Regions from separate parts of the Sus scrofa genome. Here region 1 is linked to region 2. A link is a contact called in public Hi-C data. All regions are on one chromosome and are shown on one strand. The core of a region is the stretch at or near the end of the contact, and the rest is flanking DNA. Distances in the headings are between cores, read along the strand shown. Region 1 has its middle 670 kb from the start of RNF144A. Region 2 overlaps LOC110260062 (a long non-coding RNA gene).

Region 1 (4,330 bases), core at 301-2,800, 480 kb before region 2:
AAAAACTGCAATGTTTCGAATGGGAGAGACTCCATAAACTTAGGCGTGTGTTCCTCGATGCTTGGCTCATGGATCTTCGGCACCAGAATCACCTAAGTGTTGATTTAGATAGATTTTGGGGGGGTCCATTCTAGACTTAGGAAATCAGAATTTCCAGAGGCAGAACTCAGGAACCTATACTCTAACCAAGAGGGGGGCCCAAAAAAACTGAGCATGTCGCTCTCTGAATGACCTGCAAGAGCCAGAGGTCTGTGATTGCTGGGGGAGGGAAGGAGGGAGTGGGATGGACTGGAAGCTGGGGATCTGTAGATGCAAACTACTGCATTTAGAATGGATCAGCAAGGGGGTCCTACTGCACAGCACGGGAACTTTATCCAATCTCTTGGGTTAGATCATAATGGAAGACAGTATGAGACATAAATATATACACATGGGTCACTGTGCTGTAGAGCAGAAATTGGCACAACATTGTAAGTCAACTGTAATAAAAAATAGTAATCTTTTAAAAAGAGAGAGAGTTCTGTCTTGCAGGCGGGAGAATTAGGCTGGTTAAGATGTCAAGCATCAGAGATCTGAAAGACATTCTTTGCAGAAGGAACAGCAAGGCAAAGGCACCGTGAAAAGCCTTGGGGAGCATTTGGACAATAATCCAGTTGGCAAGGACACAGGCTATATGAAGAAGAACTGGAGACCATAAACTGAAGCCTGAATTTCTGTCTCCTGCCCTCGCTAAGGTAAGGAGCCTGCAAACCAGACTGCTAAATGAGAAGTCCACACGTCCCTTCATTTTTTGTTAAGCCTCTTATCTCATGAGGATAGTTAATCTCTTTTTGACTTACCTTGGTTTCTTAGCATGAATATGGTAAAAACAACTTAAGCTTTTTTCTTTTATTCAATGAAATCCATCTTACTTAAACCCTGGCCCCATCACATGTTAGCTCCTTGACCTTGTGCTAAGTCAGCTATAACACAGCTGGGAGCCTCAGTTCAGGCCTCAGCAAAGAGGCATAATATCTACTAATTGTCATGAGCGCGAAGCAGGCGGGCACAACGGAGTGTGGGCACCAAGCAGGCCATTCGTGAAGGGAAGACTTTTTAAGTGTGGTCGGGCTCCCAGGATGCTGGTTTGCTTATTCGTGACTTTTTCTTGGATTGAATAACTCACCCTTTGATTCTAATCTTCAGATTCAACTGTCTACCTGGCATATTTACGATCCCACTGAATTTCAACTCGTGCAGCTCTTTTAAGGCGCGTCAGCCTGGGACAACGCTGGGGCCCTGTGTTAGGATGGCCCAGTGCCAAGGCAAATGTTTAGACTTGGCTGAGGGCTTGGCGTTCACTGAGTGCTCAATGCTTTAAAGAATATGCAAACCTGGGAGCTTTGGGGGGAACAGAGGGGCTGGCTTCTCAGCGGGCATTACAGCCACACAGGTGCATGGCCTCCCATTGACAGGGGGCGAACGTTTGACCCCAGAGTCCTAAGCTGGTCCCCGGGAGCGCCTGGAGCAAGTGCAGCTTTGACTGCGCAGAGCCCTGTTTGACTTGGCGGAGGGCCCCGTGAACCTGGCGGTGGGCATGGCCCAGAGGAAAACAGCCTTGACATTGACTCTCGTCACCGCCATGCTCAGGGCCACCTGTGGGTTTCACAACCCACCTCTCCTTTCCCACAGCATCCTAGCCAGTTCGTTTGTGTTCCTGGAAAAAAAAAAAAAAAAAGACAGAGATCCCCTGGCTCTTTGCTCCAATGCTGAGTATCTGCTTGGGTCGCCGCCTTAAGGCACTCACCTGTGCACACCTCTGAGTGCAGGCTCTGGGCCAGCTGCTCCATCAGGAGCCTTTGTTATTTCTGGTCTCCCTCCTGTTTCCACGCATCTATAAATATACAAGTTCCACCGTGATGGGGAAGAAACGAACATTCATTAAGCACCTGCTTCAAGCCAGGTGCTTTCACACACAGAACCTTGTTTAATCCTCAGAGCAGCTCCGTGAGAAAGGAGTTAATATCTCTCTGTATTGGATAAAGACGGTCAGGTGACACATCGGAGGAGCCAAGATTTGGACCCGGCCTGCTGACTCCAAGTTCATGGTCTTTCCGTTTACTCTGCTGCCTCTTAACATGTTCTGGAAAGAGCAGCAGCCAGGACATGAGGCATGGATTCCAGCCCAGGTTCTCACATTGGCCGCCCGGAGACAAACTCCCCTACCTTCTCAAGGTCTCTGCCTCTCTCTCCTTAGGAAATGAGGGGCCTGGACAAGCTTCCACTTTTAACGTGTCTCCCAGCACAACACCAGAGACCAAATGAGGGGAGCGAGATCCACTGCCATCCTTCGTCAGTCCTGGCCAGAGGAAGCTCTGTGTCCACAGACAGCGGCGGTCTGGGTGGAATTCCACCCCAAAGCGGCCCCATGGGTAGGTGAGGACGAAGGCACGGATGGGTCCCGGTCTGTCCCACGACAGTCAGAGGGTCTCTAATAAAGGTGATTTGTGCAAGGGGAAGAGGCCACACACCAATGTGTGCGATAGTGGAGGCAGTGGCTCTTGGCCTGGGCAGACACTGAGGTATGCTCTGTGTGTATTGACCCATGTTGCCTTCCTGACACTGGGACAGAAAGGCAGCTATTTTCCACATCTTGGACATATGTGAGGAAACAAACCTCGGAACGCGTACACACAGCTTGTCCGGGAGGGGCTAGGGTTTGAACCCCATCAGTTACTCTTTTTCGTTTGCTTTTTTAATGGCTGCACCCATGGCATATGGAAGTTCCCAGGCCAGGAACTGAATCCTTGAACCCACTGTGCCAGGCCAGGGATCGCACCCACAGCTCTGCAGTGACCTAAGCAGTGGCAATCGGATTCCTAACCCACCGTGCCATGGTGTGAAGTCCCTCTCAGTGCCTTGTAACCGCTGCATGCAGCATCCCTTTGACAAAGGGGGATGGCTGGGACCCACTCTTCAAGGACCTTGCTCTGTATTTGGAACGAGGAATACAGCGGATGGTTACTGGTTGGCAGGCTTGGCCGGCCATGCCACCTGTGTCCTTCCACTTAATTCTCACAGCAGCCCTCAGAGAGGTGACGTCTTGAGGGACCATGGCTGACAAGTGAGAAAGGATCCGTCAAGAGCAGGGCAGAGGGAGATCTCTGTCTCCCGGTCATGGTCACCTTCCTGACCGCACACCCTGGGCTCCAAGCTCGGGGGGTCTATGGCGACCCCTCACTCCTGCCCTGCACCTACAATTCTAGGAATCAGAATGTGGGACGGACTGGTCAGCACGGCCTTTACGACTCATTCCTCTTGGGGGAGGGGACTCCAGTGACATCATGGAAATAAGGAATGTTTAGCATAGCATTATAACCACATAGTTTAATTATTGCCTTCCAGAGCAGTTTCTCCGTTAACCTAGGAGGCGCCTGAGTGCAGGAAGCACAGTTTCACCTCTGCTCTCTGGATCCTAGTGTACAGGTCGCCACACCAGGCGTGGGGTCACACTTACCTCCCTCTGTGTTGTGAGCAGGTGCTTATGATGCCCCAGGTGAAATAGGAGAAAGCAAAATAGAAACTCTGTGCCCACTGCCAACTGGGAACCACAGGCTCTGATTCTGGCCTCTGAGGCTTTTCGGAATAGAACTGATCGTTTGCCCAAAGGCCATCGGGAAAACGCTAGAACTGAAAGACCAGTATCATGGTCTGTTTTCAAATGTATGAAGGAACTGGAAATGTGGATTAAGTGAGTCTCAGCATACACACTCAGAGAGCATTGTGGCATGGATTTTAAGGAATCATCTTGCTAATTAAATGAAACTCACCTAACACAATTGCAGCTTAAATATTTAAGGTAATCAGAAAGACAGAAGGAGAGAGAGGCTGTTGCAGAATAAAGACCCGTTTCTTAGTATTCCTAACCTCCCTCCCTAGGTGCACAGAAACGGCACGCGTCTGCTGTTTAAACCTCTTTTTATACACGCTTCTTAACTCGTCGCCTCATTTCACGAAACCACATGTGTCTCTAACCTCTACTTACTTACTAAAATGCATGACAATCTGTTCAAAGAAACCCAAGTTAATCCCATCTGAAAATTAGGCGATTGCCAAATTGTTTCAACCTCGGAGAGAGGGACAGATTCATTTTTTTCTGGGCTGCGTGAGCCCCTTGAGATAGTATAACGAACTTGATCCCCCTTCTTCCTAAATTGTTGACAAGTAAACAAAAACAGGAACAACAACAAAAACTGGGAAATGCCAAACACTGGGGTGGAAACTGAGACCTCCCATTTCTCATTGATTTCAGAAAGCTCACCATGCTTTTGGAAATGGTAGGCGCACAGGT
Region 2 (4,202 bases), core at 1,696-4,195:
TCTGCAATGCACCTGTTCCTCACCCCCCACTCCCCACCCCACCGTGGTGTATCGCACTTTGAGGAATGGCATAGAGGGTCTGACTTGTAGCTGTGGCGAAGGCTCTTGGCACCGCCTATTTATAGACTCTGGCCCAACTGGCTGAAGTAAGCCTTTGCTCTCAGCCAATTCAGGTCTCAGCTGCAGTGTTCAGCTTTGATCAAAGCTGAAGCCCATATCGTCATTACATCATGTGTGAGCTTGGGTCTGGGAAGACCAAGAAGAAGCGCAGATGGGACACTGAACAGGGCCGGGCCACCTGCTCCCCCCATTAAGAGGGGAGGCGAGGGTGCAGCTGATTGGCTCGGGGATGGGGTGTGCGGTGGGGGAGATGGGCCAGGGAGGACCGGAGGGGGGCTTCGGAGGGGCTGGAATTCCACCGCACCTGCCTGCCTCTGACTTTGCACTTTCAGGAGAATAAGAACCCAGCCCCCAGTACTTGGCGTCTGCTGGGGGCAGTCCCAGACACACAGAGACACAGCTAATTCTAATGTATTTCAGGCCAGGGAAGGTACAAATGAGAAAACAACCAAGAACCCTGGGAATACAGAGAAAGGAAACAAAGAGACATCAGAAGGTTGCTCTGCAAGGGTAGCCTGGTTGCAAAATCGTCCAGAAAAGGGAGCTTTAAGGAAGGATTTTAAGAAAAAATTTCCAGGACCTTTTCTCCCTCCATTCAGATCCATTTATTGAGCACCTACTAATACCAGCACTTATTAAATGCCTACTACATGCAAGACACACAAATAAAGAAGGAATAGTTTATGCCCTTCAGGACTTAAAAGACAGCAACACCAACGAAGGTGGAAAGGAATTTGTGAGGAGTTATTTGCTCCTGCAAAGCACCAGGGGAGTGTGGAGGCCAGAGGAGCCTGGATTGGGAGAATCTGGAGGGCTTCCTGGAGAAGCTGCCCTCTGCAATGAGCCTGCAAGGGGGAAGTGGGGTTTCCACGGGCCGGGATGGGAGGTCATTTGGGGCTGAAGCCTTGGGAGCCTCGACGGCTCACAGAGCCAGGTCCAGGGCTCCCTCCCTTTACTGAGGGACTGAGGAGGGAGTTTCACCGCCTGGCTGCACACCACTGAACGCACATCCTGTGCTCTCTTAACACGGGAGTATTTGGAGTTCTAGCCTCCATGCCCGCAAGGAGGGCATCAGCCTTCAGCAGTTACTGGGGCAGCCGGCAGACCAGGAAGCCAAGAGAGTCGGGGTGAAGGGAGAGTGACCCTGCCCCAAAGGCTTGCACAACCCCCTGTGTTTCTTCCTCCCCTGCACTTCCTCCTCAGCCTTCCGGGGGCACCTCTTCGCATGTAAGTTTCTCCTCTAATTGCCCCAAACTGCAACCTGTCCCCCACATTTTACTAACATGCTGTGCAACCTTACACAAGCTACTTAACTGCTCTCTGCCTCAAATTCTTCCTCTGTCAATGAGGATGGTTAAAAATGGTATCTTGTAGGATTCTACTGAAGATGAAATAGGTTGGCGCTTCCCAGGACACTTAGCACAGAGTGAGTTATTTTATATAGTAAATTCTAGTTATTACTCGTTTTTATTGTCTTACGATGTGGTTTCACCCACACTTGTGACCTCATCATAATCTGTAAGCTGATAACCCCGTAGTCTGTCTCCCAGGCTCATCTGTTTCCTAATGGGTGGCCCTGTACAGCCAAAGGGCTTGTGGACACCCCTCTGACCCTCTCCCCATTCCGAGAGTGACAAGCACCACAAACTTGACAGCCCCATCTAAAACTGAAGTCATCATCTTTCCGCAACTTTTCTCTTAGCTCCCTGAGCCGGGTAAAGGGCCCCCCCAGGCAGCAGTTACCCAGGATGGTCATCCTAGACTTGCCCTTCACTTTCCAGCCGAGAAACAGACCTGATAGACAATAAAAGCATCATCACTGGTGGACTCCCTTCCCTCTCCCACCACCATTCACTTACTATTGCTCCCCCATCCATCCGCTCTGCCTTCAGCCTGGATTCCCCACCCCTCCCACTTCTCCCACACAAGAGCCAACACACACGGCTAATCAAAGCCTTCTGCCAGGTCAGCGCCCCCAAGGCGCTCGCTCCCTGGCTCTCCGGGTAATGTCTGCACTTTGTCAGCACACGAGGCCCTTAGGCTCTCCTGACTTTCTCATTTTCATAAACATGGGCTCCACATACTTAGCAGGGAGCAGGCTCCCCATGAACGACTGGAATAAATGAATGAATGAATGAGTGGGCGACTGAATGGATCCTTCATAGGGTCCCATCAGAACGTTCCTCTGGCCATTCTGAACTCTTTCTGAGTCCCTGGAATGTCACCCGGGAAGAGCACCTTCTGCCGGCCCTCATCCCGGTCTGGCTGGCTCCCTGCTGGACCACCAGCTTCCGGGCCTTTGGGTCCAGCTCCCCTTTCAGAGACTCTTCCCTAAAAGTCCTTTGACTGCTGCGCATCCCGCTAGTCCCAGAGTTCCTTGAAGTTAGAATCATTCAATGCTTATCTGGATGTCTCTGCCATAAAACCTAGGCACTGCCTGGTCTGAAGTAGGCATTCCATTAATGATTTCTTTACCCAGGAGTGAATGGATCAAATGCCAATTATGTCGCATAAATAACACCAGCAAAGGGAGAAATCAGTGTGGCTTCTCTTTTTTTCCTTCTGGCTTTATTTCCCCAGGCCTGTCCCGGGCGTGCCGCGTTCTGCCTTGGGAGAATGGGACGAACCTTCTTTTCCTCCCCCTGGTCCCTTCTGCCAGAACTCGCTTCCTGCTGCCTCAGTGACAGACTTTTGGAAGGGTCACCTTTCCCTCAAATGTCTCATGGTGATTAAGAACTATAATTGCCACTGAACAGTCCAGTTGAGCGCAGAGAAAGCCAACCAGCATTCACCAGTGGACTTTAAACGCTGACAGTTGAAACAGCCAAGAAAAGTTCATTAAGCGCCAGCAATAAAAAGCGCAGGGGAAAATCGAGACAGAACAACTCCCTGGGGCATTTCGAGAGCAGGCCTTTGTGATGAAACGTTCCTGGAGGAATCTGGGGAAATGACATTATAGAACTGCAGCAGACGGCAGGCTGGAGCACCAGTGCTACCAGAGCGCGGGGGACACACAGCAACATTCTTGGCAAGGGAAGTGCCACGCAGCCTTTGGTCGGGTGCACACTCAGCCTGACTGTCGCTTTTACCCCACCCCGCCCCCACCCCCGCATCAGCTTTCAGGAGCCTGAGAAATTGGGGAAGCACATGTTTCTACTCTAAGTTTGCCCTGGAAAACCAGGCAAAGGGCATCAGGTCCAATTTGACACATTTTGTCTGTTCTTCTAAAGGAGCCAGGGATCCACAAAACCTTGGGCGTGATACCATGACTGACTTTTAATCAAAAGGATTGTTTTCCTACACAGGATGAGCTGTAAAGCTGCATCTTGGAAGAGGCAGAGTGAAAGCACCCTTCAGAAACCAGAAGAAACCCAGAGTGTTTCAGACATCCGTGAACCAGAGGTGCACCGGGGTATACAAACTAAGTGTGGTGCCCAGGTTATGTCCAAAGCAGAACATTCATTTTTACGGCTGCACCTGCAGCATATGGAAGCTCCCGGGCTAGGGGTTGAATCGAAGCTGCAACTGCCAGCCTACGCCACACTCGCAGCAAAGTCAGATCCAAGCCGCATCTGCGGCCTGTGCTGCAGCTTGAGGCAATGCCAGATTCTTAACCCACTGAGCAAGGCTAGGGAATCGAACCCGCATCCTCATGGACATTACGTCGGGTTCTTAACCTGCTGAGCCACAACGGGAACTTCCAAAGCAGGACATTCCTGAGAACAGAGACGGTGTGAACCAGTCCTGCCCAGGCAAATGAGCAAGCACGGTCCCCTGGCTCTGAACGGTGTCCCTGTGAACTAAACGCTCAGGTAAAGAGGACCAGATGTGCCTAGATTAGAAAGGCCAAAATGTACCTTTCTAAAAAGAACCTTTCTCTGGACTTAGTGCTTTGACTCTTCCTGATGTAGTGTCAGCCCAAATTACCCAGGCATCTCTTATCTGCAAAAGCAGACAATAAAATATGGGAAGAACAGTAAGAGAACTAGGCCAGGGCTCTTATGAAACTCTTTCGCCACACCAGCGTGCTTCTGCAAACAGGAAAGCATTTAGCAAGAGGCGCGCGAGTGAGAGAGGAGCCA

What was found. A called contact is a pair of places that touch in the nucleus more often than the background predicts.
Region 1: a contact with region 2 is called in a Hi-C map of liver, with 7 times the contacts expected there. A contact is called at or near these places in 3 of 47 Hi-C or Micro-C datasets (liver and skeletal muscle).

What each region holds. Positions count from the first base shown.
Region 1 is chr3:128,195,816-128,200,145 of Sscrofa11.1, reverse strand. No RefSeq gene overlaps it. Among named protein-coding and RNA genes, the nearest start is that of RNF144A, 670 kb to the left of the region's middle.
Region 2 is chr3:127,719,369-127,723,570 of Sscrofa11.1, reverse strand. All of the region lies in intron 1 of LOC110260062 (a long non-coding RNA gene), which reads right to left. Among named protein-coding and RNA genes, the nearest start is that of ID2, 220 kb to the right of the region's middle.